Linked DNA regions of Mus musculus: regions 2, 3 and 4 are each linked to region 1. The links are chromatin contacts, called in public HiChIP or PLAC-seq maps. All regions are on one chromosome and are shown on one strand. Each heading gives the region's core, a stretch centred on a gene start, on an enhancer-like site or on the middle of the called end of the contact. The rest is flanking DNA. Distances are from core to core; before and after follow the strand shown.

Region 1 (5,438 bases), core at 1,432-3,931:
TTCTCCTGCCTCCTTGTGCTCATCTGAGTACTAGGATTGTGGGGCTGAAACATCACACCTGGCTAGTTTTGAATTTTTTATTTTATGTTACTGGATTTACTTTCCTTTTTAAAAGTGTGCTGTGTTCTCCCTGTGTGTGTGCACCCCTTGTGTACCTATGGATGGTTGTGAACCACCATGTGGGTCTGGGAACTGAAACCTGGTCCTCAGCTCTTAACTGCTGAGCCATCTCTTTCCAGTCCCTAATCTTAAAAAAAAAAAAACTAAGGAGATTTTAAGGGGTTTCAACACACACACATAACAGGGCTAGAAAGATCTCTCAGGCAGGACCTGGATTCAATTCCCAGAACCAACATGGCACCTCACAAGAATTTGTAACTCCAGTTCCAGGGCATCCAACACCCTGTTTTGGCCTCCTTGGGTATCAGGCATACACATGGTGCACTTAGATACACGCAAGCAAAACACTCATACACAACATATATATGTTTTATATATAAAACCATAGAACACACGCACAGAGACACTCTTAAAGCCAGAAAGAAAGTCTTTATTGTTGGCCAGAGGCTGCCTGGTGAACTTCCCATGTTGTGCATCCCCAAGGCTCACAGTTCTTTGTATTTAATGCACAAAAATCACGTCCTGGTTGAGATACTTTAGTTAGCAATAATAGCAAGAAGCAGAAGTGAAAGGCAAGGTTAGTATATTTAGGGACTTTCCTGGATTCTGGAACTATGGACTAGATTTTTGATGGATTAGATCTTTGTTCCCATTTTTGCAGGTTTTGGTCCTGGGTTTTAAGGTCAGAATGGTGCTCTCAATGTGGTTCTGGAGTCTGATTTTATATATATTTAGCCATGGAAGCTAGGGTGGTTCCCAAGCTATGGTCCAGCTAGAGTCCGACAATTCAATAATTGTTTACTCCACAATGCTAAATGTCTTGGCTGGTCTTCAGTATATGCTGGAATCCCAAAGAAGCAGGCTCTAATGTCAGTGAAAGTACAGAATGCACTATAAAAAGCTAGGGCAAACATGCATCAGCTGCCAGAAAAAAGTGTGTCCCAAATTAAAAGTGGATTTTTCCATCTCAAATGATCTGGATTAAAATTGGATCTTCCCATTTTAAATGATTTACTTAGAAAAAAATCAACACTTTTATTGAGTTTTATTTAATTCAAGATGTAGTCAAGCTGTAAACCAAGAATAGCCATCAGATATAGAATAATAAGTGAGCCTGGTGTAGTGGCTCAGGCTTAACATCCAGAACTAAGGGAGTCACAAGCTTCGGGGCTGTGTAAGGAGAGCCTCGCACACAGAGAGAGCCTCTCACAGAACAGCAGTAGGGGCCTGATTCCCTGGACACACAGTGGAAGGAGCAAAGCAGCTCCCACAGTTGTGCTCTGACCTCTACTTGCTCTACACAGCACACAAATAAATAAATGTAACCTCCCCACTCCCCAAAATTGCTATAGAAAAAAAAAAATCCCAGCACATCTGTGATCCCAGTAGTTGGGAAGTAAGGTTGCTGGGCATGGTGGCACGCACCTTTAAACTCAGCCCTTGGGAGGCAGAGGCAGGTGGATATCCCTGAATTCACAACAGCATAGCCTACATAAGGAGTACAAGGACAGCCAAGGCTACACAGTGAGACCCTGTCTCAAAACAAACAAACAACCAAAAAGACAGTTTAATCATCTGCTACATAGCAAGCCTGTCCTCTATAAAACATCAACAAGACAAGCTAGGGCAGTGGCACACACCTGCAGTTCCAGTTTTCTGCATGCTCAGTCAGAACTGCAGCAAGCTAGAGGTCAGAGCAGTCTACACAGCAAATTCCACGTTTATCAGACTCATTTAGTGTCATGACACTTCTGCCCTCAAACTCACAGAAAAATAATTGTGACCATTGAGATGACTCAGCAGACAAAGGATCTTCGTCTATAAATATGACCACATCAGTCTGATTCCCAGGAACCCACAGCATAAGGCCTGAGAGTACTGCAAAGTGTCCTCTGTACTCCACGTGTGCTCTGGCACGTGTGTACACACACTCACATACACGTATACAGGTAACTAACTTTTAATGTAATTTTAAAGATTTATTCTTTCTTTTTTTTTTTAAGATTTATTTATTATTATATGTAAGTACATTGTAGCTGTCTTCAGACACACCAGAAGAGGGAGTCAGATCTTGTTACGGATGGTTGTGAGCCACCATGTGGTTGCTGGGATTTGAACTCTGGACCTTCGGAAGAGCAGTCGGGTGCTCTTACCCACTGAGCCATCTCACCAGCCCCAGATTTATTCTTTCTTATTACTTATTTCGAGACACAGTCTTTAGTTCTGGCTGACCTGAAGTCACTACATAAAACACGCTGAATCCAGAGATCCAGAGATCCTCCTGTCTCTGTCTCTGGAGTTCTGGGTAATTGTAATTTTCTAAATTGGAAAAAAAGTAATTAAGTAAATAATGCCACAAAGCAAAAGTGGATGCCCATAAAGTCAGAAATGGACGCCCAAATACGAAGTGTGTCTTTAGGCGAGCTATGTTGTTGGACAGTTGCCAAGACTACCCGAGACCGGAAGTGTGCACTTACTCTGAACCCTGAGGACGCGTGCGTCCTAGCTGACCAATCAGAAGGAAGCGAGGAGGGTTTCGGCCGGAAGTACTGTATGCAAACAGGAAGTGTGGCGGAGTTCCCGGGGCACGGCTTGCGAGCGCTATGGAGGCCTACGAGCAAGTCCAGAAGGGCCCCCTGAAGCTGAAAGGCGTGGCAGAGCTCGGCGTGACAAAGCGGTGAGGCCCGGGAGCCCGCGGTCTGTCCCTGAGGGCCGACCCCCAGCTCCGGCCCCTCTTACCGTCCCCCTCTCTCTCAGGAAGAAGAAGAAGAAAGACAAAGACAAGGCCAAGATGCTGGAGGCCATGGGGACGAGCAAGAAGAGCGAGGAGGAGAAAAGGCGCTGCCTGGACAAGCGCACGCCGGCGCAGGCAGCCTTCGAAAAGATGCAGGAGAAGCGGGTGAGGCAGGGGCAGAACAGGCCGGCTCCAACTGCCCGTGTAGCCCAGGCCTTCTCCCAACTCCTGGTAGCCTGGTAGCCCTGCCTAAAGTGGTCTTCTTGTGAACTGGGAAGACAGATGTCATCAGCTCTTAATGCTAGCCAAGTTCATTGTTCTTAAGTTACCACAAAGTCTGTTTCCATGACAACTCGCTTTCCTAGCTTCAAATGTACTTTTGTTATTTGAAGGTTGTGTGTGTGTGTGGATGGAACCCAGGCTCTTCTGTAACTCTCTATGTAGGCTGCAGTTGGCCCTGAACTACTGCCTCAGCTTTTTAGTTCCTGGAGAGGCTAGCATGGCCCACAAGGCCATACTAGTTATTTTGGGTGTTTGTTTGTTTGTTTAGTTTGCTTTGAGACAGGTTTCTTTATGTAGCCTTGGTTGTCCTGGCACTATCTCTGTAGACTTGAACTTCTAGGATGCAGTGTTACAATGTGATATCCCTGTTGAGAAAACCCAGGAAGGCACCTTCTCCATCTAACAAAGGGCATCAATTATGTATTGGAACTCCCACAGAGTTTCTGGGATGTGTGGGTCACCTTGCTGTCTCCCAGCCAATTGTGTTCTCTGGTCTGGTATAGCCTGTACTTCAGTGGAGTGTTTTGTTTTGTTTTTTTGCCTCTGCAATTGAATAACGACATGGGCTGGCTGGCTACGGTCTTGTGGCCCTTCTGGGCACCCTAATTGGACAACTTGATACAAACTAGAGTCCCCTAGGGTCTGCCACCCCTTCCTGCTGTCGTTGGTAGCTCTGGTCCTGAGTGGAAGACTTTATTTATTATGTATGCAGTGTTCTGCCTGCATATATGCCTGCAAACCAGAAGAGGGCACCAGGCCTCATTATAGATGGTTGTGAGCCACCATGTGGGCTGGGACTTGAACTCAGGACCTCTAAGAGAGCAGTCAGTGCTCTTAACCTCTGAGCCATCTCTCCAGCCCTGGGTGGAAGACCGTTGGAAATTTTTATTTATGTGTATGAGTGTGTTGTCTTCTTGTGCTGTGCTGCCAGAGGGGGAGCCGAAGGCAATGCAGCTTGGACTGTTGGAGCACACGCTCAGGCATGGTGCCTCCTCAGGCTCCTTTGGGGTACTATGAGACCTGTAGTGGGGTATGTGAGATAGGCTGGGTAGAGATGGGGGTACTGCCAACCTGGTTCACTGGTATAGCCTGTCTTCTACAGGACTTCAACGGACACCTGTACACACTCACTGACCACTGTGACATTCCCATAGGGTGTAGTAGGTGTGGAAGGGTGTCATTACAGAAAATTGTGAGCCACCATTTAGTGCTGGCTCTGAGCTGAACTCAAGATCTTTAGCCCCCAGTGTTTGGGTTTTGAACCATGTAACAGCAAAGGAAAACTGAGTGTGAAGCATGCTCACTTCCATTTATCTCTGTTCTTGACTGAGTTGTGGCCCTTCAGTCTCTGCCTTCACTTTCCCTCTTTATGGACTGTAAGGTGAAATAGCCAGCCAGATAGGCGGGTATGTTGTCATAGCAACAGAAATGCGAGCTGGAGCACTGAGCATGCACTCGGGTTCTGCCCTTCCTACCTGGAGTCTCTTACTCCAGAGAGGAGTCTGCTTGTGTGGGACGTGGCTCCAGGCCTCTCAAAGCCAGTTTCCAGCTTTTGGCAGGATCTGCCCATGAGGAATACTGGGGTTGTAGGGAGACTAAGCAGGGTCCCTCCCAAATATAGCAGCTGCTTTGGGCATCAATGAGCTATGGCTCCCTACCCCCATCTGTGCAGCTCCAGCCTGGGCTGTGTCAGTCATGGGGACTCACCCTGGTCTCTTCTCTCTCCAGCAAATGGAAAGAATCCTGAAGAAGGCATCAAAAACCCACAAACAGAGAGTGGAGGTGAGCCCTGCACCTGTCAGCAGACTGAGCCATGGGGGGGTAGCCAGAGCCCAGACAGTGCAGCTTGGACTGTTGGAGCCCACCCTCAGGCATGGCTTGTTTTGGGTGCTGTGAGACCTGTGGTGGAGTATGTGAGATGGTCTGGGTGCAGGCGGCGATATTGCCATCTGGTTCACACTGATGTGGTCTATCTTCTACAGGACTTCAACCGACACCTGGATACACTCACTGAGCACTATGACATTCCCAAAGTCAGCTGGACCAAGTAACCTGCCCCTGGTGCAAAAAGGCAGAAGGCCAGGTTGACAGTGTTTTGTCTTGTCCCTCCGTGTTTTCTAGAATGTTTTACACCTGGCTGGTGAATCTGCTGAGACCAGGTTTTCTGAGACTTGATTAAAGTCAGGGTGTCCTTTCACTGGGTTTTGGTTTTGGGGTAGTTCCCTTTCCTGTTTGGACAGCAACATTGTAGATTGATATGCTGAGGTCATTTCTGGGTGAAGGCCTTGGAAGGATGGCCCCC
Region 2 (4,967 bases), core at 1,991-4,490, 350 kb after region 1:
GCCATCCAGTACAGGTTAACACAACATCAGGGGTGGGAGACACATGGCCAGATTGGACTTAGAGACCACCCTCCAATGTAACCAGAGTTCTTATTTTGGAAGAAGGGATAGCCCTTGAGCTTCAACTAGGGGCTGATAGGATGGCTCAGTAGGTGCCCCATGCCAAGCCTGATAACCTGAGTTTGATTCCCCAGGACCCACATTATAAACAGACAAACTGTGAAAAGGGCAGGAGCAGGTAATGAATGTGAGCACCAAGCAAGGTAAACTTACACGATCATGCAGAGCATCATGAACACATTCCACAGTGCGATGAAGATCCGGAAATACCTCAGGCTTAGTAAAAACTCTCGGATGTTGTCTCCTGCAAAGCCAGAAAGTATGGTTCATGAGGCTGTAACCCAACCTACTACCAAACATCTGTGGCAGCCCCTGATGCATCCTTGTGGAGCACCAATTCCCAATGCCTCTGAATGGTGCAAGAATGGGCACGTGGCTCAAGTCTGTCCAATTAGAGTTCTTCCTGAGCCGTGGGTCCTAGTTACCAGGCCCAGGTTGGCTAGACTGAGAATTTGCCATCTCCACACTTTGTGGCCGAACTTAGAGCACTGCATGCGCACCAGAACACATCACCTGCCATCGCTCTGGTTTACCTCCTTAGCTTTTTGTTTTTTGTTTTTTTTTTTAATAAATGTTGTTGGTTTTTTGTTTTAAAATAGAGCAGAATATGTTTAAGTCAGAGGACAAACTATCAATTCTCTCCTACGATGTAAAACCTGGGGAATTGAACCCAGTCAGTCTTGGTGGCAACTGCCTTTGCCTGATGGGCCTTTTAGCAGCTTCTGTAAATTGGATTTTGAGACCAGGTCTCACTCTGGGGCTGAGGCTGGCTCAAAACTCTAATCATATCCACACTTGTCATGGAAAGGACCTCTGCCATGTCACATCAACCCACGCTGGCGGCGGCAGCAGCGGCAGCGGCAGCAGCGGCAGCAGCAGCAGCAGCGGCAGCGGCAGCAGCACCTTCCTGACACCCACTTTCACTATCCCTCCAGAACACCCTCTGAATCGCCCTGGGCTGAGTCCCACAGGGCAGGATCACTTTCTTTACCCACACCCCGACAGAGCAGTCAGCTAAGTGGCTGGCAATATGGTACGCACTCAATAAAGCTGATGAACAGAGCATGGTGGAGTACTCTTGTCATTCAAACACCTAGGAGGCAGAGGCAGAGGCAGAGGGAGCAGGCATTCAAGGCTAGTCATGGCCCTCTAATACCACATCTCAACAATAAAAAGGAAAAAGAGAGGAAAGCGCAGGTTGGTGAGAGAGAACAGGCACCCTGGAATCGACTTAAAGTGTTGAAGGTAGAAAGACATGCTTACCTGTGCTGGGTTCCTTCGATTCTTCCCCAAAGCCTTGTGTGTCCTTCTTTTTCCTATAAAGAACAGCAGATAACTCCAGCTTTCCGTGAAACATAAACACCATCGGATTTCCTGACCCTGACACTCAGCTAGGAAGGGCATGAACTTCAGCTCTGCCCCCGACTTGCAGTGTGACCTGGGGCAGTGATACAACCCTCTGTGAGACACTCTCAACCAGCCTAGTCCATCACAGCTGGGTGTGCAGCCACAGACAGGATAGAGTGGGTCCAAGAGCCAGAAAGGCATTCTTGAGGGATAAGCCTGAGCATGAGGCTCTTTGGAGATGCAAGCAATCCCAGGGTGCAGATTTTTTTTTGTTTGTTTAATATTAATCTGCAAGTAAGAATGAGTGTGCCGGGCCGGGCGTGGTGGCGCACGCCTTTAATCCCAGCACTTGGGAGGCAGAGGCAGGCGGATTTCTGAGTTCGAGGCCAACCTGGTCTACAGAGTGAGTTCCAGGATAGCCAGGGCTACACAGAGAAACCCTGTCTCGAAAAACCAAAAAAAAAAAAAAAAAAAAAAAAAAGAATGAGTGTGCCATCCCGCAGCAGTTGTGTGGAGATCAAAAGGACAATCAACAGGATTTCTACCATGGGGGATCCGGGAATCGGACTCAAGTAGTCAGGCTTGGCAGCAAGCGCCTCTGCCCGCTGAGCCGTTCCCTGGTCTAGAGAGTACAGATTTAAAGATCCTGGAGTGATACAGAACTGTCAGAGCCTGGTGAAGCAGCGCGGAGGCGTGGCTAGAGGTAGGATTAGTGGGGCGTGGAGCATGCACAGGGCGGGACTGGCGGTGACCAAGGGTGTGGGCGGGGACTGGCTGTGGGAGGGCCTGGCTGTCTGGGACACCGCCTGTCGCGGCCTACTCACAGTTTAAAGTTGAGCACAGCCCCGGCGTTCATCAGTAGCGTCCTGCGGAGGGACAGTAACGGTCAGTAAGGGTCACCCCCACCCCTCTGACTGCCACTCTCCGACCTCTAACACCCCTCATTCATATTACCCGAACAGCAGTATGTCTCCGATCATCCTTACACCCAAGGCGTCCGTCAAACCGGAAACGGAAGCCGTGATGAGGGGCGGAAAGTGGAACGAGAACTGACCAATTCTGAATCAGCATTGGTTGGGTTCGACTGAGGATGTAGCATGATGTCACCTACAGGGCGGAGCTTGGGGTGCGCGCGCGCATGCTCAGTGTTACGTGCCACAGCTGGTCCCTGCTGTTGATGCCGCTCGGGGGTTGGTTGGGCTATGGATTCCGGGCTACAGAAATTGCGCCCTTGACCCTTGAGCCGCCCGTGAACGGCTTGGATATGGATATGGGCGCGGCAGATGCCTGAACTCCAAAAGGACTCCACTTGGGTCCCCACGGAGAACTGCGATCCCGGCTCAGAGTGCATAGAGTCAGGATGACCTCCTGCCTGAGTTGTACCTCCCACGGACCTCCCAGGTCTGACTCGAGTAACCCCACGGAGAATGAGAGTCCTGACCGGACAGACTTACAGAACATAAGGCCTGGATTAAGGTCTACAGAGGATGGATCTTAACTTGTGGGGCCTCCTGAAGCGGGAGGGTCCTAACTTAGTGGATCCAGTCTGGGCTGGGGTCCACAAAGAGGAGGGTTCTGACTTGTGGAGCCTTTTAGAGAGACAAAACCAAACAGAACGTGAGGGTTTGGTTGAGGTCCCCTTGTGGGAGGCGGGGTTCTGACTTTGGATCCTCAGGAATGAAACATGATATTCTTGGCTGAGATCTTCCGAGGGCGCGGGTTTTGAGGGAAATAGGGGTCCTGAATTGGTTAGTCCCATGGAAAAGGGACAGGATTCTAACTACGCAGATGTTTAAGGACAAGATTCCCTCTTGTGTGTGCTGGATGCAGGGGACAGATCGCCTTTTTGGCTCTGTTGAACGAGTTCTGACGTCCCTACGGCCCCGCATTTTGGGCTCCCGGCTGCTAGGAGTCCCCCACCACCCCTCCTCTCCCGAGGGGTGGGGGCAGGCGGGGGGCGGTGCCTGGCAGTGGGGCGGGCTCAGTGGCGAGGGAGCATTCGTCGGGCAGCGGGGCGCGGGACGCACGGGGCCGGGGAGGCGCCCTCCATCGCCATGGACCTGATGTCAGCGCTGAGCCTGGGCGAGCTAGCGCTCAGCTTCTCGCGGGTGCCGCTCTTCCCTGTTTTCGACCTCAGCTACTTCATCGTCTCCATCATCTACCTGAAGTATGAGCCAGGTGAGTCGAGGATTGTAGGAGTTACCAGGAGGGAGGTTGCCCCTAGCTTGATGATGGAGACGAAAGGAGGAGACAGGCTAGATCCTGGAGCTGGATGGGGGAGGAGGCAGAGGCTGAGATCGTGGAGTGCTCCCACGCTCGCGCAGGTGGAGGAGCGAACCCTGGGGACAGAGGCGCTGTGGAAAGGAGGCTGCAAATGAGGTGGGAGGGAAGAAAAGGAGCGCTCTTGTTTACGGTTAGGAGGACAGGTGCTGCGGGGTTGGGGTTGAGGGCGGGGGCAACGAAAAGGCCAGAGTCAGGTTAGAGCAAGGATTCCTGAACTTAATCTTGGGCAAGGGGGATTGATGGTGGCGAAGGTTCCAAATCAAGGATCGGACCTGCCTGGGCGAGGGTCAGATGTTCTGGACGTCAGCTGCCATGACCTCCCTTAACGCCCTTGAATTGACTGCCTGGTGACTATATAAGGACTGGCCATGCTGGGTGCTGCGATCAGGTTCGGGGGAAAGTGACACCCATGTCCCCTCTGTACTGCATCTTTTGGCATCTTCTTCCCTCCCTTCTCACATGCCAGCTGGGCCAGCTCGGGCCTGGGATCCTTCCCACTTATGGAGCCTAAACCGTTCCAGGACAGGGCAACTTTGGGTCAGCTTCCTTTCAAGAGTCAGAGGAGGATAGACCCTACTTCTTTGATTAAAAAAAAAAAAAGTTAATTACTTTTACTTATCTCTGTGTTGTGGGTATGTGTGGAGGTCAGAGGACAGTTTACGGGGGTCACTGGTCAAACTCTGGTGGTCAAATTCATAGACAAGCTCCTTTACCAGCAGAGTCATCTTGCTGCTACCGCACCCCTCCTCCAAATCTGCTTTAATGAGGACAAATGTAGCTCGCCTCTAACCCCAGAACGTAGAACGTAGAGAAAGGAGGAAAGCAAGTTAATTCCAGGACAGCCAGGGCTATTGATGAGTTCTTGTCCAGTGTGACTACAGACCATCTCAAAAACAAACATAAATAAGTGACTACATAAATGAATAAATAAATAAATAAATGCCTCCCTGGAGCGTTCTATTTTTATTACAAGTTCAGTGTAAGCAAATGTGTCGTGTTTGTCTTCTGTAGTTTTAGTTATTCTACTGAACCTTCAAATTTGAAGGACAGGGTAATTTCCTTCCAGGGAAGTTAAGACCCTTCTGTGGGTGGGTATGTAAATTAATTACTTTTGGGGTGACAAAACCAGACTCCTATGTTTGCTTAGGGATGGGGTGGTGCTTCAAGATGGCCCACAGGTGGAAGGAAAAAAAAATCAAGTTTAAAAACAGTGTTCT
Region 3 (5,232 bases), core at 141-2,640, 310 kb before region 1:
TCCAAGACTTTTAACATGAACAGGTGTTGTATTTTCTTGAGTGCTTTTTCAGCATCTAATGAGATCATCATGTGTTTTTTTTTTCTTTGAGTTTTGTTTATATAGTGGATTACATTGATGGATTTTCACATGTTGAACCATCCCTGCATCCCTGGGATGAAGCCTACTTGATCATGGTGAGTTATTGTTTTGATGTGTTCTTGGACTCAGTTTGCAAGAATTTTATTGAGTATTTTTACATCAATATTCATAAGGGAAATTGGTCTAAAGTTCTCTTTCTTGTTGAGTCATTGTGTGGTTTTGGTATCAACATAACTGTGGCTTCATAGAATGAAGTAGGTAGTGTTCCTTCTGTTTCTATTTTGTGGAAGAGAATTGGTATTAGCTCCTCTTTGAAGGTCTGACAGAATTCTGCACTATTTATTCATTCATTCATTCATTCATTCACTCATTTTTATTTTAAACTAGACAGTTCTGGAAATGGCTAACTCTGGAGTGCTTGTTTTCGTTCCAGTTAGGTAAGGATTCTTTATCGTGTCACTGTAATATCCAAAATAAATTCAAGACTACCTAGTACCTTCCCCCTTCAAAAGGACTTTCCAAACTGTACTACCAGGCCAAGTACAGAGCCAGATAAAGAAGCTGGCTGGCTAAACAAATATAGAAACATAGTTTTAACGGTCAAAATGACTAAGCTTACAGCTGCCAGAACAAGATTAACAATGCCCCTGCCCTGCCTTACACTAAAAACCACAAGGACAGACAAAATGAGAGTCACCCTATACAAATCAACCAATGTCCAAAAAGGTTATTGGCTACACCAATTAAAATAAGCCAAACTACCCTGGTGCCTAGATCCGGCCCTTACAAAGGTAATAAAAAGTGTGTTCCTTTGTTCTGGATCTCTCCTCTGGCCTGGTGCTGAGAGGGTGTTCCCCAACATGTTGGACAAGTAAAATCCTCATGCGTTTTGCAACGATGGCGGTCTCTGTGGTCTTTGTAAGGGTCTTTTGACAACATACAACATCACAAGGGGCTCTGTGTATGGGTCAAGAGCACCAGTGGGAAGTTCCTTAACTCCATTTTTCTTTCTGGTGCCAAAGTCGCTAAACTGTACGGTCAGCTCAGGGAGTGCTGTATTGTTCTACCCTGCAGTGTAACATTGACCCTCCCCAAAACAGTTATGAGATAAGTGATCCAATCAAGACTGGGGTCAGGCAAAGCGGAAGAGCATCACCGCCATCTTTCTTTCTGGTGCTACCATAGTTGCGACTCTGTTCTCAGTTGAGTGCCAAACTGTTCAGCTTCAGGTTTCTCATGACCGTCAAACCCAGTATCAGAGTCAGGTCGCTGGAGGCCCGGAGAACAGAGCGGAAGTTCTTCACCCGCCATCTTTCTTCCTGGCAACGCCATTGTCACTGCTCTCTCAGTCCAGTCCGCTGAGGGAGTTTGGGGTCGCTGGACCTCAGGCCGCTCCACCCTGGAGCCGCGTGAGGCTGCTTGAGGTCCGGAGCTCAGCTATGGTGAGCATCGGGGATGCGGGGAATGCAGGCGAGTCCCTCGGTACGGGAACCACGGCAAAGACTGCAGCTGCGCGCGCGACTCCTGGACTGCGCGGCCAGCTGTGTTGGCGGTACGGGAGCCGCGCGGGGGCGATGTGCCGCTGCTTTGTTTTGCCTAGTAGAACCTGATTTCCCAGTCTTTCCGGTCCATGGGAAGCGGATTCTGGAATCCTTGAATGTCTTCTCCATCCAAATGCTTTTGTTGTTGCTGCTTGATTGACAATTGAAATCCCTCGGTTCCCAGGCCCGTCCCCACATTGCCAAACTCACTGGACCGGGCGATCCACAGGTCCCCGTGAGCAACATGGGGGTGCAAGGAGTGTGGCCATCTGTGATGCAGTTGGGCGGTTTGTAGGGATTCAACTTCTTTAATGCTGAGACATGACTTTATTTGAAAGGACTGTTAGAAATAGGGAGAAGGCCCGAGATAAAAAGTGTGAAACGTGTCAAGCGGTGGCTAGAAGAGAAGGGCTTTGCTTGGAGGGATATGTCAACAGTATTAAGGTACGGGTTTGATCGTGCTTAATAGTGTTTTGTCTTTTCTGAGCAGCCAGTCATTTTCAGGCAACAAGTGAACAATTTGTGAATTGGTTTTTCTCTAGGATCAGAGTCTAGTTTCAAACATCATGTAGAAATCCAGCATTAACACCATTATTTTATTGGTGCTTTCTCTGGTATATATTTTTGGCACCTTTGTTGAGAATCAGTTGGCTGAACGTATGGGCTTATTTTTATTTTCTCTTTTCCAATGGACTGTACATCAATATTTATGACACTACTCTGTCGGGTTTTGCTTCGTTCTGTTCTGTTCTGTTCTGTTCTGTTCTGTTCTGTTTATTTTCATTACAGATCTGCACAGTGTGCTCTTTTTTTGCTGAGGATATCTTGGGCTCCCCCCGGGTCTGTTGCACTGTCATAGCAATTTTAAGAACTGTTGCTAGTTGTGTGTAAAATGTGATTATTTAATGGAAATTTCATTGAATCTGAATTACAACTTTGAATTATTTTAGCAATATTGATTCTCCTAATCCATGATCATGGTAGTCTTTTCTAGTGTCGTGTTTAATTTCTTTATTTTTTTTAATTGAAAAAAAATTCACACAATATATTCTGATTACACTTTTCCTCTCCCCAACTCCTCCCCAATCTCTCCACCTCTCTGCCCACCCAACTCCAAATCCTCTCTTTCTTTCTCTTTATTTTTTTCTTCAGTGACCTAAAGCTGCCTTTGTAGAACATTTTCTCATCATCATTTAATTTGGGCATTTTAGTTTATGTGTATAGGCATTATGACTTTCTAACAGTGTATCTCTGAGATAGTTCATTACTTGCTGAGAGAAAATATACTGGCATTGTGTGTTGATTTTGTACCCTTGCTAAATACTTTATAATATAAGCCTTTTTGGTGTAATCTTTTGGACTCTCCTTAGTTTTCTCAGATATGTGTTACTTTTGTTTGTTTGGTTGGTTGGTTGGTTGGTTGGTTGGTTTTTTCGAGACAGGGTTTCTCTCTATAGCCCTGGCTGTCCTAGAACTCACTTTGTAGACCAGGCTGGCCTCGAACTCAGAAATCTGCCTGCCTCTGCCTCCTGAATGCTGGGATTAAAAGTGTGCGCCACCACACCCGGTTTATACCTTTTTTGTTTGTTTGTTTGTTTGTTTGTTTGTTTGTTTGTTACTTTTTACACAGACAGTATAACTGTGTACGCCTGGCTGACCTGGAACTCTTAACCCTGCTTTCTTAGCCTCCCACATACTGGGACTCCTGGTGTACACTACAGTAACAGGTTTGGGTTTTCCTCTTTATGTATTGAAACAAAGATGGTTTGACTTCCTCCTTTCTGATTTATATACCTGTTATTGCCTTTGCTTGCATAATTCTCTGGCTAATAGTTTAATATTATATTCAAGAAGAGTAGTGAATAGTCACTTAGTGGGTTTTGGTTTTTTTATGGTTTTTGAGACAATGCATTCAGGTTTTGCCCCCTTCATTTAGAATGTTATTACTAATGTGTGTCTGTCATACAGACCTTTACTATGTTAATGTATGATTCTTCTGTGCCTACTAGATTCTGAGCTCTTATCATGACATGGTGTTTAATATTATCAAAGACTGTCTTGCATCTGAGGTCAGTTATGCGATTTTGAATTCTTGATTTTTGCCTTTTCCATTTCAGTATATAATTTGATTTCTATTCATGGGAAAGGGAAAAATGTGAGCATGTTTCCAAGTAAAGATTTCCTTTCGTTTATTTCTATTATCATATATACATTCTACAGAGCAGTTTATTGTCATATATACATTCTACAGAGCTGTTTATTATCATATATACATTTTACAGAGCAGTTTGGCTACATTTTTGTTTTCCTCTAATAGTTTCACAGTACAAGCCTTCTAAGTACCCATCACTGGTGTGTGCCACCATGGCCAACTTTGTATGTGAGCACTAGGGATCAGAAATTAGTTTTTTATGTTTAGGTGGCGAGCAGGATAAAAACTAAGCTGTCTTCCTGGACTTAGATTTCTTAATAGTTTTTCCAAATTAAGTATTTTGCAAGTTGACTATTTTTGATCTTGTACAATGCAAGAAAGCATTTCAGAGTGTTTTTTGGTTGGGGGGGGTGTGTTTGGTTGGTTGCTCTGTTAGTTGGCTTTTTAAAATGTATTTTGATTTACTAATGCCTTATCACCTAGTAGGTGATGTATTTTGGAGAAGCTTTCATCTGATGCTGAGAAGAGCATGTGTTCTGCACTTGTTTGATAGAGTAAAAGGAGTAAAAGGCTGTTAGGTGCATGATCTATGATGCAGTTTAACTCTGAAGTTCCTCAGTTGATCTGTCTGTCTGTCTGTCTCTATTTCTGGGTGATCTATTTGTGATATCAGGGTAATGAAGCCACATAACGTTATTTTGTTTAGACATTTTTGCTCAGTACTCTTGTTTTGAAAAATGTTCAGCTCATTCAGTTCACATTCTTTATGTGATATACTCTTTATTTATATGTAGATATCTTTTGGGTTAGTAGTCAACTGGATAAAGATATATTGAGAAATACTTATATTAACTCAATATATCTGATCCTCTTCTAGCAATGCCATTCCCCTCATTTATATTTCCCTTAGCATTTTTGAGAGAAAAAAATAAAATCTTTTTGCATTATCAAAGTAGGTTATTCTTCATAGTTTTTTTTCAAAATATTTAAGATTGCCTATAAGATACCAAGTACAAGCTTTCCAAAGTTTTCTATGTGCAGTCAAAGAGGATGTGCACAATTTTCTAAGAAAGAAGTTGGGAGATGAAGTCATAGTCCTATATTATCTGTCATATCAGGTTATTGGAGACTATTCTTCTAGATTGTATTTTCTTTCTGATCTAATAGGATCCTTTTGATAAGCATGTCAGAAGCTTGCAGACATTTAGAAAGAAAACGGGAAAGAAAGACAAGTAGTATATTGCTATCATAAACTAGAACACTGAGCCCATCTCTACGAGTATGCTGGTGAAATCCATCCAGTTTCCAGGTTCTAGACCCCCAGGGGATGTTGTTTTTTTTTTTCAATGCATGTACATGGTTGCATATGTTTGCACAAGTACAAATGCACATTTGTACATTCTGCATGCATGTATATGGAAATCGGAATGACACCTTGGATGTCATCCCTTGGGAATC
Region 4 (5,469 bases), core at 1,965-4,464, 470 kb before region 1:
GGAGCCCTGTAGCCATTGTTCTGACACCCACTAGGGTGTGAGAAAGGTGGTATTCTTCCTGTGGAGCCTGTCCTGGGAGCAGCCCTCACCTAGGGCCCAGCTCCCACTGTCAGCAGGAGGCAGGCAGCTCTGGTCTTTGCACATCTCTCTCCTCTCTTGCAGGAAGTCTGCAGCTGCTGGTGCTTGTGCTGTTCCCAAGACAAAGGGAAGGAGAGTGCAAGGTGAGGGCTGCCAGGGTCCTTTTAGGAAGTGTCTGTCTGTTTTGTCTTCACTAATATTTCTGTTAAATTTTGTTATTCCATGTGTATTCATCTCATTGGAGGGGTGTGTGTAGAAGGTAGAGGACAAACCATGGGAGTCACTTTGACCTACCATGTGTGGTCTCAGGCGCTGAAGTGGGTCATTGAGCTTGGCTACAAGGACCCTACATGCTGAAATTCTTCCTGGCTCTGATTTGAGACAGACAGACAGAGAGAGAGACAGAGTGAGAGAGAGAGAGACAGACAGAGAGAGACAGAGAGAGACAGAGACAGAGACAGAGAGACAGAGACAGACAGAGAGAGAGAGACAGACAGACACACTGATTCATAGAGCCCAGTTTTGTCCACTAAAGTCCTGATCCTCCTGCCTCAATGTATTGCCACCTAGTTCATGAAAGGGTTCATGTTATTGGGGGAGGGCACAGAAACGAGTCTGAAGCTTTCTCTGCTCAGTGGCATGCCTTTGGGGACTGGTTGTTTCCATCATGAGGTGTCATTTGACTGCAGTGGGCCTCTGGAGAGTTGGAGTCTCTTTTGTCATGGCGTCAGGCTCTCAAGACAGGCCTCAAAGGTGCAGGTCTGGAGGCCAGGCCTGCATTCCTCTTCAGAAGCTGCATTCCCCACCCTGGACGATGCTGGTGGCACAGGGCTACATATCCAGTTCCTCCCTGAAACCTGCTGAGCTGGGTGGTGTGGGTGCTGGGAAGCAAATCCAGGTCTCTTGCAAGGGCAACAGCAAGTGCCTGTCAACCCCATACTCTTGCTTTTCTTAAATATACTCGGCATGGGGGCACACATGGCATCCATGTGGGGGTCAGGCACAAATCAGGGGAGTTGTTTCTCCTCTTGTACCATGGCAGTCCTGAGGGTTGACAGTGATCCCTGGACCTGGTGGGTTTGGGGTAGGGAATGGGTGTTGATGGATGGAGCCCAGGACCTCACATATGCTAGGCCAGGGCCTAATCACTGAGCTACACCCCCAGCAGATTCTGTTTGCTTGTTAATAAGATGGCAGGGATGGAACTTGGGCCTTCATCATGCCAAAAGCACCCTATCACTTAGTGGCCCCAGCCTGGTAGTCTTGTTTGTAACCTCTGGTCTGTTTGCATGCTGCCTGGTTTTATTAATATAGTCATGTCCTCAGGGTGACACAATCTTCATGGAGACTCCTACTGTTAGATAACTGCAGACAGGGACTCTCCCGGTGCTTTTGTGAAGCACTTGCATGGTCATGAAGCTTTAGTTCTCAAAACTGTGACTCAGCAGTAAAGTCCCTGTCTCTCTTAGTGTCTCTGTCTCTGTGTATAGGTTTTTATCTTTGAGCCAGGCTTTCATTGATTTAAAACCCTATTTCCCCCACTTTACCCCCAAGTGCTTGTGGGCAGCTGGACAAAGGTTTGAAGGTGGGTACCATGCTGCTTTCAGGAAGGCTTCATCCTTGCATCAGGATGCTCCTGTAGGGGATGGCTAGTGGACAAAGGCTCCCTAGGCAGGTCCCATGGGAGGGATTTTCCAGGAAGTAGGCACTCTAACATGGGAAAAGAGAGTTGTCAAAGGAACAGTCTCCTAACACGACACTAGCTGACTTTCTTGCCCTCCTCTGCCCACAGCCTGGCAGGGCTACAAGCATTATGAGCAAGAAACCTTATCAATATCCTTCCGGTTTGGGATGGAGCTTGCTGACCTAGCTCTGTTAGTTTTCCCCGTTAGCCTTATGCCCCAGGGACTAGACAGAACCTATCAACAGACCTTTCTGGACTTTCCCATGGGAGACAGTCCCTGTTAGGTACTGGGTGGGCAGCAGTGTAACCCCTGGCCACCAGTTTCCAGGCAGCCTGTTGGCAAACAAACCAGGGCTCCTGCGCCTGCAGTTGACAGGCACACTGGAGTCACCTCCCAGAACGCAAGCTCTAGGAGGGGTAGTTTTCACTGAACCTGGCTGTGGGCAAGTTTCTGTGGTATTGGGCATGGACCCAAGGGTGCATGTCTGAAGGCTCATGTGTATAAATGTGTGGCAGAGCTTGCATGAGGGCATGTTTGTATGATCTTGTGTGCACAGGGCAAGTGTGTTTGTGTGTGTACTCACGAGCATGTGCATTTGTGGGTCCACAAGTAGTGTGCAGTCAGGTCTCATTTGGCAGATGTTTTTCAATGTACATCATTAGTCTTTGTTGTCATTTTGCAAATATCATGCAGCAGACTAAGTATCTACACCATCACTAGTTGATGTCATCTGCATGACCCCCTGTTGATTCTATAGGCCATCTTTGATTGAAGGCCAACAGGCAGTGAATAACTGGCATGTAGGTGTGTTAAGGCATGTAGGTGTAGACTGATTAAGGCATAGAATTTCAGTTTGAGTCCCTGTGTTTCTCACACAAAATGTTCTTGAACTCTGGTGTCACCACCTGGAACTTTCTATGATTGAGTTTCAGAGTGGCCTGAACTGCCAGGCAAGTATGGCTGTGAACCCCATCCCAACCCCTTACTGTTCCTACAGACTCCCAACCCTGTCCTTGCTGAATGAAGCAGGGTCTGTCTAGTTGTTGTCCAGGCTGGCCTAGAACTAGGGATCCTCTTGTCTCAGCCTCGCAAGTACTGCTATGCATTACCAAGCCTATTTCTTACTTTTTGATCAGTGGGATTTGTTCGACTTTCCATTTTGTTAGTGTGTAAGTGTTAGTGTTCTGTGGAGCTCACAGGACACATTGTGGGAGTAGGTGCTCTGCTTCAAGCAGAGGTGATCCTAAAAATTCACTTCTTTTCAGACTCGGTGGGCACTGTCACCTGCAGTGTTGTCCTCCCTCTGTGGTCCAGGCCATCCTCAATATAAAAGTGTGAACCTGTCACAGGAAGTTTGTGTGGCATTGTAGGTTGTGGTATAAGCCTGCTACTATGACCAAGATCAGAAGCACATGGGTCTCCTGACCCTCTGTATCTTGTCACCCAGAAGCAGCCAGCAGCCAGCAGTCAACAGTCAGCAGCCAGCAGCCAGCAGCCAGCAGTCAGCTAGCTTCCTGTGTGGCTAGCTGGGTTTTAGAGAATGGAATACACACCCTGAGTACTTCCACTTTATTGAAATTGTGTAAAATTCATGATTGAAAGCAGACAGTTCCTCAGTAGTTCAGTGTTGTGCAACCCTCACAGCTGTCCATTCCAGAACTTGTCCATAGCCCTAGAATACCCATCACTCCAACCCCTGGCAGCCTCTGTTCTGCTTCCTGCCTCAGTGGACTGGCTTGTTCTGGACATTGCTTGTCAGTGGGGGTACACACACACACACACACACACACACACACACACACACACTGTCTGTGCTGGGATATTTCTTTGTTTTTGTCATGCAGACCAGGCTGGCCAAAACTCCCTATGTAACCAAGGATGTCCTTGCATTCCTGATCCTCCTGCTTCCACTGCCCCAGTGCTGGGGTGGCAGGTGCAACCACCTTCAGACTACATTTTGGGGGATGGAACCCAGGACTCCACATGCTGGGTAGTCACCCTGCCAGCTGAGCAATAGCCACATCATGTTTCCTAACTTCACCCATGTGCTGTGGACTAGTGCAGCATTCCTACTGTACCTGAGGGCTGTTCCCCCTGTGGTTGGACTATATTTTATTTATCCATTCATCATTAGTGTGTTTCTGCCTTTAAATGCAAGCCACACTGCATACAGTCCCATCCTGGGATTTGAGTTCCTGAGCTTTGGGGTGTAGAAGAGCAGAATTGTCAGGTCTGTGTGTAGTGTTTGGGGGCCAGTGTTTTTCCAGTTTTGTGGTTCCATCTAAGTATCAGAGGGTGGTACCTTTTGGTACCTGTGCTATGTTGAAGTTGTCCATCCTCTAGCTATGGCTGCTGTGGTGGTTTCTAGCTCAGGGATCTTAGAAACACAGTGCTGGGGATGTTCACCTGCCTCCTCTTTGTTTCTCTAGAGAGATTCATGGAGGGTGGGAATGACTGGTATCTGCTGGATTAAAATGATTAACATTTAAACCAGCTTCCAGGGGCCAGTGAGATGGCTCAGCAAGTAGAGGTGCTTACTGCTAAACCCAGTGATCTGAGTTCAATCCCCAAAATCCACATGGTGGAATCCTGCAAATTGTCCTCTGATACGCACTTGTGCATCCTGACACAGGTGCAAACACAAAATATGGAAAGAAACAAATGTCCCAAGGCCTGTGGTGTACAACTGGGACCCTAGCACTCAGGAGGCAGAGGCAGGACCTAGACCACAGGACCTTGGCTGGTCAGGCCACAGTGTGAGACTGTCTGAAACTACAACAACAACTAAACCAGAACATGGCCCTCCAGAAGTAGAGGCAGGCCTGTGGATTGAGCCAGCCTGATTCACATAATGGGTTCCAGGGTACCCAGGTCTTCATAGTGAGATCTGTCTGAAAAGACAGGCCCAAAACAGCAACGGAGGTCACAGGACTTTTGAGAGATGAGTTTCCTTGCCGGGTGATGGTGACACACACCTTTAATCCCAGCACTTGGGAGGCAGAGGCAGGACGGATTTCTGAGTTCGAGGCCAGTCTGATCTACAAAGTGAGTTCCAGGACAGCCAGGCTACACAGAGAAACCCTGTCTTGAACCCCCACCCCAAATTATTACCTGAGATGAGTTTTCTCTCCTTCCTTTTTAATTTTTTTCATTATTGTTTGATTTTTTTTTTTTTTGAGACATGGTCTGATGTATCCTAAGCTTGCCTCCAACTTGTTATATATGGGAGGCTGGCTTTGAACTCAATGATCCTTCTGCCTCTGACTTCCAAATACCAAGGTGACAATAGTGTGCCACCTCACCTAACCTCTGCCTTGTTTCTGAGTCACAGTCTCCCGTTTCTGCAGCAGTGGTGCTGTGTACCCCAGGCAAGCTGGGCTTTGAGCTTCTGAGTACCTCCTATCTCCTCCTGTCTCACTGTGGAACTACAGACTTGCACTGACACATCTGGCTCTCTGTGTGGGCTCCAGGAATCCAGTCTAGTTGTCAGGCACTTCTGCCCTCAGGGCCATCAACTTTTGGTCCTGAAGACAGTAAACCATGTCTAGATGTCTTTTATTTTTTAATTTTTAAATTTTTTTACTGTGTATATGTGTTTTGCATGTATATATGTGTCTGTACCACTGCATTCCTTTTGGTAGTTAGGACATTTAGAAGTAGAGGCTTCAGAACTGACCATGTATTAAAAGCACTGGTTGCTCTTCCA

What was found. HiChIP or PLAC-seq counts read pairs in DNA pulled down with a chosen protein or histone mark.
Region 2: a contact with region 1 is called in an H3K4me3 HiChIP or PLAC-seq map of embryonic stem cells, with 2.6 times the contacts expected there. The contact joins the promoter of Tmem38a here to the promoter of Fam32a in region 1. A contact is called at or near these places in 2 of 39 promoter capture datasets (erythroid cells and neural stem cells), 5 of 115 datasets of contacts at active chromatin or transcription factors (the SCID.adh cell line, bone marrow-derived macrophages and embryonic stem cells) and 2 of 9 other capture datasets (adipose tissue and embryonic stem cells).
Region 3: a contact with region 1 is called in an H3K4me3 HiChIP or PLAC-seq map of stem cell-derived neural progenitor cells, with 26 read pairs. The contact joins the promoter of Zfp882 here to the promoter of Fam32a in region 1. A contact is called at or near these places in 6 of 39 promoter capture datasets (the C10 cell line, the HPC-7 cell line, cranial neural crest and 3 more), 5 of 484 Hi-C or Micro-C datasets (B cells, cardiomyocytes, embryonic stem cells and 2 more), 4 of 115 datasets of contacts at active chromatin or transcription factors (bone marrow-derived macrophages, extraembryonic endoderm stem cells, intestinal villus epithelium and 1 more) and 2 of 9 other capture datasets (adipose tissue and embryonic stem cells).
Region 4: an H3K27ac HiChIP or PLAC-seq map of bone marrow-derived dendritic cells shows a contact between it and region 1, with 5 times the contacts expected there. The contact joins the enhancer-like site here to the promoter of Fam32a in region 1. A contact is called at or near these places in 5 of 39 promoter capture datasets (the C10 cell line, cranial neural crest, liver and 2 more) and 2 of 115 datasets of contacts at active chromatin or transcription factors (bone marrow-derived dendritic cells and embryonic basal ganglia).

Annotation. Positions count from the first base shown.
Region 1 is chr8:72,217,064-72,222,501 of GRCm38.p6, forward strand. Fam32a (family with sequence similarity 32, member A) reads left to right here and starts at 2,682. Exons shown (of 4, transcript NM_026455.5): 1 at 2,682-2,797; 2 at 2,878-3,019; 3 at 4,865-4,918; 4 at 5,119-5,438. The coding sequence starts at 2,724. The coding sequence ends at 5,187.
Region 2 is chr8:72,568,583-72,573,549 of GRCm38.p6, forward strand. It overlaps Tmem38a (transmembrane protein 38A), which reads left to right and starts at 3,241. Exons shown (of 6, transcript NM_144534.2): 1 at 3,241-3,645. The coding sequence starts at 3,522. Smim7 (small integral membrane protein 7) reads right to left here and starts at 2,466. Exons shown (of 5, transcript NM_172396.3): 1 at 2,422-2,466; 2 at 2,292-2,333; 3 at 1,384-1,436; 4 at 274-364. The coding sequence starts at 2,447.
Region 3 is chr8:71,907,216-71,912,447 of GRCm38.p6, forward strand. Zfp882 (zinc finger protein 882) reads left to right here and starts at 1,391. Exons shown (of 3, transcript NM_001166645.1): 1 at 1,391-1,523. The coding sequence starts at 1,521.
Region 4 is chr8:71,743,982-71,749,450 of GRCm38.p6, forward strand. No RefSeq gene overlaps it. Among named protein-coding and RNA genes, the nearest start is that of Gm35572, 9.5 kb to the right of the region's middle. Within about 2 kb of position 3,215, at least 27 of the 459 cell types and tissues checked have an H3K27ac peak or open chromatin away from gene starts, as enhancers often do. A contact at or near this core is called in bone marrow-derived dendritic cells, where this site is marked.